2 separate regions of the Mus musculus genome follow, and region 2 is linked to region 1. The links are chromatin contacts, called in public Hi-C maps. All regions are on one chromosome and are shown on one strand. Each heading gives the region's core, a stretch centred on a gene start, on an enhancer-like site or on the middle of the called end of the contact. The rest is flanking DNA. Distances are from core to core; before and after follow the strand shown.

Region 1 (2,700 bases), core at 10-2,509:
CACCCCCACTAGATATCATGGCAACCAAGTCTTAAGCCCAAAGATGAGCATATATATCAGAGATTCCCAAACTACATAGCATTCTTCACCCTTAATCTAGGGATAGCTGTAAGAAGTGTTCATGTATTTCCATTTATTTCAATTTATTTTTCAAATGAATCATAACATACATCTGCCTTAAATTCACAAGTTGTACAGCACTGGAAACTTCTAATTTCTTAAAGCATGAATATCCCCAATATGTGGTTGATGAGTTAGCATATCAAATTTGTCTGACATATTTGCTCTAAGCAGAGGGTAAAACATTTGGCATTACAAATCCTGGCTTTTGTGGAAAAGAGGATTCCCTTTGATTGCTATTCTCCTTTATTACTTATGAGGAATCACAGTTCATAAATACATTTTCTGGATGGCTTAATAACTCCACGTTTTAGTTTTAAGCCTTTGGCAGACAGGTGAAAATATCCCATGAATAAGCTGTGACTAAAGCCTCCTCTGTAGAGATGAATTCTCAGTAATTCCTACGGCAAGTCATATCGACAGCTCTCCTCTCTCACCCTGCCCTTCTTTAAGTTTGTCAAAGTGGGAATTTCTGCTGCTAACTCAGAAATTCAAATGGGAAGAGAAGTCACAGGATAGCTTTCCTATTGTGGTCATGTGAATAGAAGTCCTGGAGGCTGAACAAGACACACTGTACATTCAGAGAAAGATGCATTCTCTTGCCTTCTGGCACAGCTTGTACAGTGACTGGATGAGACCAAGGTCTTGGGAAGCCAGAGATAGCTACGTCTATTTTGGTAACACTGACATGCTCCAAGTCTACAGCGAATAGGGAATCACCCTCTTTGTGTAAATGTTTGCTTTGTTGCAAATTCTCAAGCAGAAATTAATAGCAAACATGCACCAGAAGGAGTATTAACTCAAGCATGATAAACAACTCCTAGGCAATGTTTAGACTGGCCAAAGCCATCCTATAATCATGCTAGATGATAGAACAGTGCATCTAATATCTATACACTGGGACATAAAGCAAACTAGAATCATTTATCCCTGATAAATAAGTCTGCCAGAGGAGGTAGATTAACGGGTAGATAAGTATCAAATCCCCATTGCATTCTCCTTTCTTTTTTCTCTTGGTGGTGTAGACAATTATTAATGAATCATGAATGTTTGATGTTCCTTTCCAGCAGTTACAAAACACACTTGGAACGGGTCTGGGAATTTACTTTGATCTCTTGTTTGAAGTCATACGCCAGTATTCTGGCCCCCTGTGACAACAACTATCTCAAACTCTGGGCTACTAAAGAGCTGAACTTAATCACGCAGAAGTGGTGCCAGAAGACGTTTCGAAAATGACACAGCAGTCTGCTCAAGAAACCCACAGGATCAGGGCCTTGAGCTTCTGAAGGTGAGTTGGCAGCAGGCAGCCAGCTGGCCTGAGGGTTCACTGAAGCTGTTTCACTGTCCCACAGTGTTGGACCTGAAAGCCTCAAACACAGATGGTGACAAGGTGGACAGTGTCCTACAACGTGGGTCTTTCTTTGAATAAAGCCTCAGAAATGACTTCAAGCCAAATAAAAAGCATAGCTTCTCTTTGAATTTTATTCCATTTCTGTTCTTGGATTCACAAGGGTTGTTAATCACTTTTATTTAGCAGAAATCTAATGGCAATTTCTTAATGTTTATTAATCAGAGATTCTGTACTCCATTAACAGCTCAATTAACTTCCTGAAGGTTGAACAAGGTCAATCTCTCTACCATAACACTGCTAACCAATTCCTGCAGAATAAATATTTGCTTTAAGTTTCTCTATGCCAAATTCTATGGCATCATGTTGCCTAAATCTCCTTTTGTAAATAAGATGTGCCTCAAAGAGAAAGAGATAGCAGAATTTGGTCTTGTTGACCTTTCTACACACCTTAGACCTAGAACAAAAGGTCAATCTATCCAGAAAAAAAGGTCTAGGGCATTTATGATCTATATCTAACAAGAATGTCTTAAGCCCACTGGCATAGCTTGTCTCAGATGCACCAGACCAACATGGGCTCTGTTGAGGAATTTTCTCTAGGGCACTAAATAGGTAGAGGATATGGTTTTAGTTCCCTGGATTGCTTGTTTTTCCTAATAATTCTCAAAAATATCCAGTCTACTTTCTTTTACAGACCACATATCTCCTCATTCAGGTCTCTATCCTGATTTCCTGGCAAATCTTATCGTGATAGCAGGGGCAGACAGGACAACACCCTCATAAATGTAGCACTGAATGAGCAAGGAGGAAGGACAGGGATTTTCTGGCCTTTGAGCAGAAAAAACACACACAAAACCCTCTTCTTCTTGTCTCCATTGCTCTAAAGAGAAGACATCCGCCTGAACTGTCATGGACAGACACACACGCATTATCACCACCGACTGTTAATAGTTCTGTAGAATTCTCCCAGGAAACATTAATTCTTACTTATATATAAATGACTTCTACTTTCTTTTAAACTTATTTTGACTGAAGAAAACAAAGGAAAGAGGACATTCCACAGAAAATAATGAAAAATTAGACTTTGTAGTAAATATTTCATCTGTGGGTAATGCTGTCTTCATTTTGAGACAAATACACTCAGATTCGGAGGAGTTAAGCAATACTTCCATAGGCTGTAGCTACTAAGTGGTTAAGTCTGGGATTTAAATCAACCATTTTAGCAAATTGAT
Region 2 (2,700 bases), core at 49-2,548, 220 kb before region 1:
GTGAATGTTTATATTACCCATAGGGGATGTATGCTTCATAAAACCATTGATTGTTACAGCTGACAGACCTCTGATGTCACCAGTGTCTTCCAGGCGTAGACATTTCATTTATTGATTTGCTGTTGTCCATTTCTTTTGTATTCCATTTATGTCTCCTAGTTATTATTTTATTTAGGTATATTTCTATTTTGGTATTTATATGTTTTTCCTATATAGTTTTCACTCCACTTGCATAACACTAGTCATGAGAATAATTTAGTTCAAAATAAAATCCATGTTCCTTGCTATCAAGCTCAGCTTTAGTGCGTTTTACCTTTTCTTCCTTTTAGAAATATCTTACTTAAATCATGTATGATCAAACTCTAATGTATTCAGACCTTCTTGCCTACCCTGTTAGGGATGAAGAAGGACGAGAGCATTTACAGAAGCGAAGTACGTCGCTGCCCTTCATGTTTGCTACCGGAGAGGCTGTGTTGTACGAGATCTCCAGCCCTTTCTCTCCCATAATGGATCCCCTACCAATACGCACCAAAAGCAACACTAGCAGGAAAGACTGGGCTCCCCAGTCAACCCCAAGTAAGGATTCTTTCCACCCCAGTTCTCTTATGAGTGCCCTCATCCAGCAGGATGAGTCCATCTATCTGTGTCCTCCTTCAAGCCCTGCGCTGTTAGACAGCCATTTTCTCATGGGCTCCGTGAGCAAGTGCGGGAGTTGGCAAGACAGCTTTGCGGCCGCAGGAAGTGAGGCTGCGCTGAAACATGAGCAAATTGGCCATGCTCAGGACGTGAACCTTGCACTCTCTGGCGGCCCCTCAGAGCTCTTTCCGGATAATAAAAATAATGACTTGTACAGCATCATGAGGAACCTTGGGATTGATTTTGAAGATATCAGAAGCATGCAGAACGAGGAGTTCTTCAGAACTGACTCCACCGCTGCTGGTGAGGTTGACTTCAAAGACATCGACATAACGGACGAAATCCTGACCTACGTGCAGGATTCCCTGAACAATTCAACTTTGCTGAACTCGGCTTGCCAGCAGCAGCCTGTGACTCAGCACCTAAGCTGTATGCTGCAGGAGCGCCTGCAACTAGAGCAACAGCAACAGCTTCAGCAGCCCCCGCCGCAGGCTCTGGAGCCCCAGCAGCAGCTGTGTCAGATGGTGTGCCCCCAGCAAGATCTGGGTCCGAAGCACACGCAAATCAACGGCACGTTTGCAAGTTGGAACCCCACCCCTCCCGTGTCTTTCAACTGTCCCCAGCAGGAACTAAAGCACTATCAGCTCTTTTCCAGCTTACAGGGGACTGCTCAGGAATTTCCCTACAAACCAGAGGTGGACAGTGTGCCTTACACACAGAACTTTGCTCCCTGTAATCAGCCTCTGCTTCCAGAACATTCCAAGAGTGTGCAGTTGGACTTCCCTGGAAGGGATTTTGAACCGTCCCTGCATCCCACTACTTCTAATTTAGATTTTGTCAGTTGTTTACAAGTTCCTGAAAACCAAAGTCATGGGATAAACTCACAGTCCGCCATGGTCAGTCCTCAGGCATACTATGCTGGGGCCATGTCCATGTATCAGTGCCAGCCAGGGCCACAGCGCACCCCTGTGGACCAGACGCAGTACAGCTCTGAAATTCCAGGTTCTCAGGCATTCCTAAGCAAGGTAAGGGCTTTCGACAGCTGAAAAAACCTTGTAGGCCTAAGCATCTCTGTATTACACTTAAACATATCATCATAACCCATTTTAGATAGCAAGCAACTTCGGAACTGCTTTCGTTATATTTATGGTCACGTAATTAACTTCATTATAGTTTACTTAAAATAGTATGAATAATAAATTATTTTAAATAATTTTCTTAAAAGCAAGTTGATGTTTAGATAATTTAATAACTGTTCTTTGTTACCCCCTCAGGAGGATATCATGCTTATATTAATAAATTTCTCTTTACAAATATTAGCTTATTTGAAGATATACTGGTTTAGATTGTAAGAATATCTTGACTAACATGAAGTTTATTAAGTAACTATTCATGAGCTGTTTGAGTATAGCCATTTAAAAGTGTGGCTTAAATCACAGTCCTGGTTGCTTTTTAGATTGTGAGTGAATCTGCTGTGTCTGATTGTATGGGACTTTTTTTTTTTTGAATGGAGAATGAAGATGATAGTTTTGGTCAATCTTTTTCCTGAAAATTTTTAGGAAAAAGATTTCCTAAAAATTTTTAATAGTTATTATAAAGAAAATGGATTAACCATACTTTGGATATAATTTACTCATAAAAGAATAGAATATTAGTATTTGCCTCAAAGCGGTGTGTCTGAAGGACATTATAGAATATAGAGAGCATCCATGTGTGCAAACCTCCAAGGCTGATCCCTCAGATGCTGGAAATGGCCGCAGAGTGGGGCTGGCTATTGGGTAGTAACAGACAGATAGTGGGAGTAACTTCGGCTCTTCTACAACATAGCAGGATGACAGAAGTTCACAACAGTTCATTGCATGATTCAAAATCACTAGAAAAAAAGGAAATCAAAGGTTCTTCATGCAAATAACAGATGAGTGTTCACAGTGAAAGATAATTGCCTGATTTGCTTACACACTATATAGATGAATTGAAATGTCACATTGTAACCTGTTCATATGAGTAATTGTGCGGCAGTGAAAAAAATAACAACATTTCTAGCCTGGAGAGATGGCTTGGCAA

Evidence for each region. A called contact is a pair of places that touch in the nucleus more often than the background predicts.
Region 2: a contact with region 1 is called in a Hi-C map of liver, with 4 times the contacts expected there. The contact joins two enhancer-like sites. A contact is called at or near these places in 1 of 15 datasets of contacts at CTCF or cohesin (the NIH/3T3 cell line) and 1 of 484 Hi-C or Micro-C datasets (liver).

What each region holds. Positions count from the first base shown.
Region 1 is chr12:35,282,725-35,285,424 of GRCm38.p6, reverse strand. No RefSeq gene overlaps it. Among named protein-coding and RNA genes, the nearest start is that of Mir680-3, 89 kb to the right of the region's middle. Within about 2 kb of position 1,259, at least 39 of the 459 cell types and tissues checked have an H3K27ac peak or open chromatin away from gene starts, as enhancers often do. A contact at or near this core is called in liver, where this site is marked.
Region 2 is chr12:35,502,674-35,505,373 of GRCm38.p6, reverse strand. It overlaps Ahr (aryl-hydrocarbon receptor), which reads left to right. Exons shown (of 11, transcript NM_013464.4): 10 at 398-1,661. Among named protein-coding and RNA genes, the nearest start is that of Ahr, 31 kb to the left of the region's middle. Within about 2 kb of position 1,298, at least 15 of the 459 cell types and tissues checked have an H3K27ac peak or open chromatin away from gene starts, as enhancers often do. A contact at or near this core is called in liver, where this site is marked.